Linked DNA regions of Mus musculus: region 2 is linked to region 1. Evidence: chromatin contacts called from public Hi-C data. All regions are on one chromosome and are shown on one strand. The core of a region is the stretch at or near the end of the contact, and the rest is flanking DNA. Distances in the headings are between cores, read along the strand shown.

Region 1 (4,559 bases), core at 1,175-3,674:
CGCCTGATGTGCCACAGGTGTCAGAGCAGTGAGAAAACTGCAGGGGTCAGGGGGCCACATCAGCAAGAGGGGACATCAGTCTGTTTCCTGTCGATTCTAAAACACAGGTGAAACTGTTGGCTACTTATAGACTTATTATCTTTCCGCTCCTGAGGTCAGAATTCTCAAGTTCATTAGGCTCAAACCGTGCTGTACTGTGCTAGGAAATTCTAAACAGTTCTTCCTTAATTTCTTCTCCTCCTCCTCCACCACCTCCTCCTCCTGTCCTCTTCCTCCTCCCCGTCCCCCGTCCCCGTCCCCGTCCCCCCCCCGTCCCGTCCCGTCCCGTCCCCCCCCCGCCCCCCCCCCCCCCGGTTCTTCTGATGTTGTTTTGTTTATTTCTTTGTTTCAAGACAGGGTTTCTCTGCATAGCCCTGGCTGTCCTGGAACTCACTGGACCAGGCTGACCTTGAACTGCAGAGGTCTGCCCGCCTCTGCCTCCTCCTGAGTGCTAGGACTAAAGGCCTGGGCCACCATCACCAGACTAAAAATTTCTTCTTTCTTGTCTTTTCAGCTTCCAAGCTGTGTCCCTTGTATTCTTTGGCTCTTGGCCCCTACTTTTTAGAGCCAGTAGCATAATGTCTCGAAATGTATTCCTGCCTTTATATCACCTTTGCTTTCTGTGAGCTCTTCCTTTTTTTTTTTTTTTTTTTCCAGACAGGGTTTTTCTGTGTAGCCCTGGCTGTCCTGGAACTCACTCTGTAGATCAGGCTGCCCTAAAACTCAGAGATCCGCTTGCCTCTGCCTCCCAAGTGCTGGGACTAAAGGTGTGCGCCACCACCGCCGCCTTCTTTTTGCTCTTTTGAGACAGGATCTCATTGTGTACCCCTGGCAGCCCTGGAACTCACTATGTAAACCAAGCTGGTACCTGGGAGGCAGAAGCAGGCTGGTCTGGAACTCACAGAGATCCACCTGCCTTTCCCTCCCAGGGCATGTGTCACAGTGCCTAGCATCTATCTATCTATCTATCTATCTATCTATCTATCTTCCTTCCTTCCTTTCTTTCCTTCTTTCTTTTTTTCAAGTGACTATTTTTACATTATTTACTTATTTATATTTATGGTAATTTGCCTGAAGGCTTATCTGTATGCTGCCTGATGCCTGGTGCCGCAGAGACCAGAGGAGGGTATCAGATCCCCAGGACTAGTTAACAGATGCTTGTAACTGGGTGCTAGAATTAAACCCATGTCCACTGGAAGAGAGCCAGTACTCTTAACAACTGAACCATCTCTCTGGCCACTAGGAACCATTTTTATCAGCCAAGTCATAGTCTCATCTGTATAAATAAGGGTAGTAGTTATAAAGAAGAGCTATAGAACAGTAAATAAGGCAGAGTATAAATTTGTCTTACATAGCTTGTGACATGTAACCAGTGAGGTGCTCGGCAGGTAAAGGCATGTGTCTCCACACCTAACAACCTGAGTCCATTTTCCTCAGACACACTTGACAGAAGAAGAGAACTAACTGCTAATTGTCTCTGACTGCCACATAGACACCATAGCATGTATGTGTGCACAAACGTACAAAATTAATTAATAAAAATTTAAAGTGATTAATAAATTGTTTCCCTGTTGCATATTGTCCTGTGATATATATAATTAAGAACATTGAAATTTTGAAGATAACTTGATTCAGTGAAATCTTATTATCTTCCTTACCACTGGAGATCTTGCAATGCTTTTTAAGAAAATGCCATCCCTTTAATCCCAACACTCGGGAGGCAGAGGCAGTATGATCTCTGTGAGTTCCTGGCCAGCCTGGTCTACAGAGTGAGTTCCAGGACAGCCAGAGCTGCACAGAGAGACTTATCTCAAAAAAACAAAGAAGAAAATGGCATCCATGTTATCTAATTGAAGACCCATTTCTCCCTTGGTTAATAAATGCAGTGCTGTTGACCACCGTCGCTTCTTGATTTGCATGGTATTATCTTATGATGCCACAGGAAGCATTGTCCTGAGTCTGCGACCATTCTTTCAGTTTCTGTACCTGAATTTCTTCTTGGATTAAACATTTTTTAAAAAATGATATTTATTTATTTATGTACATGTATGTGAAGATCAGTGGGCAACTTTCAGGACTCAGATCTGTCCTTCCACCATGTGGGTCCTAGGGATGGAACTCAGATCATTAGATGTAGCCAGTACCCTCACCTGCTGAGCCATGTCCCTTGCCCATTACAGGGTTCTAAAGATAGAGTCATTGTGTGTACTCTTGTGCCCCCCACCCCACCCCCATTTCCTTGAAGCAGTCTCTTGTCACCCATGCACCTTGACACTCAGCTCAGCCCTCGGCGCTGAGCTCCAGCTCTGAACCTGCTGTCTCCCTCACACTATCCTGTGCCTGGCTGCCCCACCCAACAAGCAGGGTGCAGCTAAATATATTATCTCTCAGGAGACTGCATCCCATCTTGGTGTTCTTTATGTTCATTTGTAGCACTGAACTACCCAGTGTTCCATTCACAAGTTTGGGATTCATGCCAGAATGTTTTGTTAAAAACAAAGTGCAAGTTTCCCAGGCTGGTGACCAAAATAGCTACCAGATTAGTGGTGCTGTCATTCAGTGGTTAAACTGCTTGTGCCTTGATAACAAAGGTTCTTTTCTTGGCCCTGTTACTAATTTTACATTGTCACATAGTAACATAACCAGATTACATGATGGTTTCACCATCTGTACCACAAAGGGAGAAATGTTGATGAGACTCTCAAATAAAACAAGCTTACAGATGCAGAATGGTGTTAGCTTATCTTTCTAGAATTTTTTCCAAGTGCTGGGACTAAAGGCGTGCGCCACCAACGCCCAGCTCTTTTTAGAATTCTTAAAAAAAAAAAAAAAAACTAGCACGAAAGCTATCCTATAGAAGCCCCCCCCCTTCAGAAGGAAGCAATTTAAGAATGTATGCGAGCACTTACAACACTAGCATCAGTAAGTGGGAGCAGACACACGTGCAGCATGGACAGGCGCTTAGTCCACAGAGGCTCCAAGAGGAAAGGGCCCGAAACAGAAGCTGCACGTCAGTTTTATTGTGGCCCTGTGCCTTGTTAAGGTCTAAGAGTTAAAGACAGCATCAGACTTGTTTTTCCCCTGTTGTTTCCTTCCAGAAAATTTAGTGCTTTCAAAGGTTTCAGCCTGCTGTGTCATCAGGAAGCTATTCTGGGTGCTGTGCCCTTGGAAAGAGGAAGGGACACATGATTCCCGTTGGTCATTTCTCCTCTTTGTTTTCAAAAGGATGTGCTATGGACGTGAGCTGTGGTTTGTTTTAATCACTTGGGGACCCCGGGAAGCTGTAATGGCATGACTGTAGTCTTAGCGGGATCTCGTCGTTGCCAGCTGCATCTGGGCCACCTTTACTGAGGCCAGGTGTATTGATAACATCTCTGTTCTGCTGCTTATGAATGTGGAGACAGTTCCTGAGATGGCTCAGCTAAGGTGAAAGGGCCCCTCCCCTACCACAAGAAGAAACTGCTTTAGCAGTGTAGATGGCCCAATTAAAATGATTTACTTTTTATGTGTATATTGTCTACATGTATGTATACCATGTGTGTGCCTGGTGCCCATGGAAGCCAGAAGAGGGCATTGGATGCCCTGGAACTGAAGTTACAGGTAGTTGTGGGCCACATGTGAATGCTGGTATCTGTCCTGTGCAAGAGCAGTCTGTACTCTTAACCTCAGAGCCATATCTCTCTAGCCTAAGGTAGCTTGATTTTGTTGAAGCCACCCCTCCACAAAAATACCCAATAGGGTTTCTCTGTATATAGCCCTGGTTGTCCTGGAACTCAGTCTGTAGACCAGGCTGGCCTCTGCTTTCCAAGTACTAGGATTAAAGTTGTGTGCCCCTGTGCCCAGCTCATAATACATTCCTTACTTGTTCACACTTTAACATATACCATAAAGACTCAGAAAAATAAACTCACCCATAAACTTAATAACAAGTAATAATATCACTTTTATCATTCTTTTGGATGTTCTTTATTTTATTTTATTTTATTTTTCTGTATATTTAAATTCTTATATTTAAAAGATAATTTTATGCCTTTTAAAATAGTTAAGATTGTACCATGTGTGTCACTTGGTAACCTACTTTAAAATGTTTAATTTTTGACTATATAATACACTTTACATGGTTACATGGCTAAAAAAGAATTTTTTAAGGTTCATTTATTATTATATCTAATAACACTGTAGCTGTCTTTAGATGCACCAGAAGAGGGAGTCAGATCTCATTACAGATGGTTGTGAGCCACCATGTGGTTGCTGGGATTTGAACTCAGGACCTTCAGAGGAGCAGTCAGTACTCTTAACCACTGAGCCATTCCTCTAGCCCTAAAAAACTTAAGAGTATAAAAAAATATAGTGAAGCCGGGCATAGTGGCGCACGCCTTTAATCCCAGCACTCGGGAGGCAGAGGCAGGCGGATTTCTGAGTTCGAGGCCAGCTTGGTCTATAAAGTGAGTTCCAGGTCAGCCAGGGCTACACAGAGAAACCCTGTCTCGAAAAACAAACAAACAAACAAATAGTAAAAA
Region 2 (4,559 bases), core at 1,087-3,586, 300 kb before region 1:
CAAGGTAAACCAAATACCAAGACTTCTCCCCCAGAGAGGTCTCCTTGACTGACCTCCTGTGTCATCCAGTCAGTTCCATCAGACTGACCCCTATAGATGGGCCTCATTAGTCATCCCCTCCTCCTGATTCACAAAGCCAGTCCCTCACAGTTCCTCACTCCCTACCCTGGCATGCTGTCCTCTTCTTACCAACAAGACTCATGTGGTTTCATGTAGAGAAAATATCATGGGTCTGTATGGATGTGGGGCCTGTTGTCGTGGTTTGAATACTTGGCCCAGGGAGTGGCACTATTTGGAGGTGTGGCCTTGTTGGAACAGGTGTGTCTCTGTGGGCTTGAGCTTTAAGACCTTCATCCTAACTACCTGTAAGTCAGTCTTCTACTAGCAGCCTTCAGATAAAGATGTAGAACTCAGCTCCTCCTGCACCATGCCTGCCTAGATGCTGCCATATTGCTACCTTGATGATAATGGACTGAACCTTTGAACCTGTAAGCCAGCCCCAATTAAATGTCCTTATAAGAGTTGCCTTGAAACCGGGCGTGGTGGCGCATGCCTTTAATCCCAGCATTTGGGAGGCAGAGGCAGGCGGATTTCTGAGTTCAAGGCCAGCCTCGTCTACAGAGTGAGTTCCAGGACAGCCAGGGCTACACAGAAAAACCCTGTCTCGAAAAAACAAAAACAAAACCAACCAAACAAACAAACAAACAAAAGAGTTGCCTTGGTCATGGTGTCTCTTCACAGCAGTAAAATCCTAAGACAGGTGTCCATAATAAATTTGATGGCCTATAGCTTAGGCAGGAAATAGGAGGTGGAACATCCTGTAGGCAGAAAGGATTCTGGGAGAGTGTCAGGCATGGAAGATCACCCAAGACTGACGCATGGTACCTGAGCACAGGTAACCAGCCAGGTGGCAGAATGTAGATTAGAATAATTGGGTTATTTTATGATCTAGTCAGGGAAGGGCCTAGCTATATGGCCAAGGTATTTATAATATATGTTGAGTCTGAGTCTTATTCCTGGGATGGGCGGGGAGGAAGAACCACCTGAGTCAGCAGTTTCACTTCTATGCCTATGCATACAAGATCCTCCCTTCTCCCATTCAGACTCTGGAAAGTTCTCAATTGCTCTTTAATACCCAGTGGTAGCAGCCTCTGTGAGTCATGCTGGCTCTCCCTTGACTCCATTCTCTAGGCCTGTCTTCTAACTGTCCATGTTTATAAGACATTTTGTTTCTTTTTGTTGTGTCCCTTATTGTCCTACCTGTCACCACATCACTCCTGGTATGCTTGGTTCACCGACTAGATTGTGACGTCCAGGAAGATAATGACCTGCCATACACCAATGAAACAGTGTATGTTAAGGCAGGCTGAGGCTGGGTGAGCCCTGACCCCAGATAAGCTGAGGTGACCCCTCATCCCAGGGAACAGCCATGTCCTAGACACATTCCCATCCCTCCACCACACAGACTCCAGCACTTTGAGATCAATGCAGCCTGTAGGAGATGGTTTTCCATCCCGAGTCCTGCGCCCCTGCATCAGTGCTTGGCTGTGTGAATGATCAGGATCGTGTGTGTGTGTGTGTGTGTGTGTGTGTGTGTGGGCATGCATCCCGGAGGCTAACATCGAGCATGCATCCCCGAGGCTAACAGCGCAGTACAGTACGAGGCCTCGTTTCCTAAGCATTTGAGGAGAATCCTTTAATCCTCTTTTAGAGACTGTACATAGATACAGGGTTTTTTTAAAAAAAGAACATGGCTAAGTAAATTTTTGGAAAGTCTGGAAATTATGCGCTGTCTTAGACACGTGTACATTAGCATAGAAGCCTGGTGCTAAAGCTGTTGTTCATGCAGCACAAGGGAATACACTGGAGAGCACTCCTGGGCTGAACAGATGGTTTGAAGGCCAATGATAAGAGCGAAGTTTGCAACACCCCCCACCCCCCACCCCCAGACGCGGTACAAACGCGTGGCCTTCTGTCCAAACACTTCCCCTTCTAGAACCTTAGATTCCTCATTTCAGAGTTGAAAGAATCAAAAGCTCCCATCTAAGGACCCGGCGCACAGCTCAGACTTGAGTGTTCACGGCTCACGTGTGAGGCCCTGGGTTCTACCCTCCTCGCTGATTCTAAGCGGCACGATTGGATCGGTATTTCTTTTTTTTGCGGGGGGGGGGGGGGTTCGAGACAGGGTTTCTCTGTGTAGCCCTGGCTGTCCTGGAACTTACTCTGTAGACCGCTGGCCTTGAACTCAGAAATCTGCCTGCCTCTGCCTCCCAAGTGCTGGGATCAAAGGCGTGTGCCACCTCACCCGGCTGGCTCTGCATTTCTAATGTCTGCCTAATCCCCCTTTTCTGTCCAGCTGGAGCAGATGGTCGGTCCCGGCTTTGGCTCCTTTGCTGGGGCTTTTAGCTTTCAGAATTCCACGAGAAGTGCTTAATGTGGTCTCGCCGCCCGCCACCCCTCCCGCCCAGAGCCAGCTGGACAGAAGCTTGCTCTCCTGTTACACAGAGCTATGCCCTTCCAGTGGTTGGGCAGGAGGCTTCCTGGGCTATGTCAACCCCACAACCTTAGTCTGCTGAAGCTCGATGCTCTTCCCTCTCCTCATCTGCCAGGGGTGAACCCAGAACTCTAACCTCAGCCTTGGGAGGTAGAGCTTGGCAGGGAACTGAAGGCCTGGTGGCTGGAAGGGATGGCTCAGTGGTTAAGACCATGAAGTCCTCTCTCAGAGAACCCGGATTCAGTCCCCAGCACCTAGATGGTGGCTCAGAGCCATCTGTAACTCTAGTTCCAGGGGAGCTGATGCCATTTCTGGGCTCTGCAGGCAACAGGCACTCAAGTGGTGCACATATATTTATGCAAGCAAGCATTCATATGCATAAAATAAAAATAAATAAAACTCTCTCTTTTTTTAAAAAAATATTGTCATTGTTAGGGTTTTACTGCTGTGAAGAGACACCATGACCAAGGCAACTCTTATAAAAGACAACATTTAAATGGGACTGGCTTACAGGTTCAGAGGTTCAGTCCACTATCATCAAGGGGGAAGCATAGCAACATCCAGGCTGGCATGGTACAGGAGGAGCTGAGAGTTCTACATCTCCAAGTGAAGGCTGCTAGTGGAAGACTGGCTTCCAGGCAGTTAGAATGAGGGTCTTAAAGCCCACACCCACAGTGACACTCCTACTCCAACAAGGCCACACCTACTCCAACAGAGCTACACATTCCAATAGTGCCACTCCCGGGGCCAAGCATATACAGACCATAACAAGTACCATATCTCAAATTGTCCAAAGAAACATTGGGTTGTAAAGTAAAATTCTGAGTAAAGGAAACTGGTATGGTGGGGAAGGTTGCTATTATCGGCCAGGACCATGAAAGCCCCAGACACCCACACAGAGAAAAGCAAAGCCCGAAGTCCCAGGGTCCTGGGAGAAGATGCTCCAAGCTCCATTCCTTTAAAGTGTTGCTCTGGTCCGTGGTGGCGCATGCCTTTAATCCCAGCACTTGGGAGGCAGAGGCAGGCAGATTTCTGAGTTTGAGGCCAGCCTGGTCTACAGAGTGAGTTCCAGGACAGTCAGGGCTACACAGAGAAACCCTATCTCAAAAAAAAAAATGTGTAGCTGTGGTGCAGTGAGGTGCCTAATGACAAGAATTCAACCCTTGGGACCCACGTGGTGGATGGAGAGAGCCAACGCCTGAAAGTTGTCCTCTGACCTCTACACACAGGCTATTGCACGTGTGTTCACCCATGCATACACACACATGTGATAAATTAACATAATATAAAGAAAGCACCTCTGCCTCAAGTCAGATTTTCGGATCTGGAGTTCACGTGGATGGGTTGGCTGAGTGGCATTTCCCACTGATAGAGCCTGGGAAGGGGACCCCATGGCTCCACAGTGGCCGCTGCTTAGGACCCACGTGACAAGCAGGAGCTCTCTGCTTTCCTGACCTGAAATATTACAGAGAATCGTTGTGCTCCACGTCCTGCTCACGGCTTCACGGTACTGACAGACTGTGTGTAGACAGAGTGACATGAGGACACCACTGGCCCAAGGGATGGTTGAGGAGGCATGTAGTGAAGATATGAGGGAGAGGACCACCAGAGGTTTCTAAGTCCAGAACAGAGAAACTAGTAGACTAGATATGGCCAGTCAATCGAACAGGGTCACGAGAAAAGAGGGGTTGGGGAGGAAGTAAAAGAAGAGAGAGAGAGGCAAGAGAGACTGTACTGGCTGGTTGTGTGTCAACTTGACACAGCTGGAGTTATCACAGAGAAAGGAGCTTCAGTTGGGGAAATGCCTCCAAGAGATCCAACTGTAAGGCATTTCTCAATTAGTGATCAAGGGGAGATCCCCTTGTGGGTGGTGCCATCTCTGGGCTGGTAGTCTTGGTTCTATAAGAGAGCAGGCTGAGCAAGCCAGGGGAAGCAAGCCAGTAAAGAACATCCCTCCATGGCCTCTGCATCAGCTCCTGCTTCCTGACCTGCCTGAGTTCCAGTCCTGATTTCCTTTGGTGATGAACAGCAGTATGGAAGTGTAAGCTGAATAAACCCTTTCCTC

What was found. Hi-C and Micro-C count contacts between places; a contact is called where the count stands out from the background.
Region 2: a Hi-C map of cortical neurons shows a contact between it and region 1, with 4 times the contacts expected there. The contact joins two enhancer-like sites. A contact is called at or near these places in 1 of 484 Hi-C or Micro-C datasets (cortical neurons), 1 of 115 datasets of contacts at active chromatin or transcription factors (large pre-B cells) and 1 of 9 other capture datasets (embryonic tail).

The regions. Positions count from the first base shown.
Region 1 is chr16:32,852,281-32,856,839 of GRCm38.p6, reverse strand. The region is part of intron 2 of Rubcn (RUN domain and cysteine-rich domain containing, Beclin 1-interacting protein); the gene reads left to right. Among named protein-coding and RNA genes, the nearest start is that of Rubcn, 14 kb to the left of the region's middle. RefSeq lists an enhancer at 971-4,559. Within about 2 kb of position 2,424, at least 64 of the 459 cell types and tissues checked have an H3K27ac peak or open chromatin away from gene starts, as enhancers often do. A contact at or near this core is called in cortical neurons, where this site is marked.
Region 2 is chr16:33,156,043-33,160,601 of GRCm38.p6, reverse strand. No RefSeq gene overlaps it. Among named protein-coding and RNA genes, the nearest start is that of Gm41447, 21 kb to the right of the region's middle. Within about 2 kb of position 2,336, at least 22 of the 459 cell types and tissues checked have an H3K27ac peak or open chromatin away from gene starts, as enhancers often do. A contact at or near this core is called in cortical neurons, where this site is marked.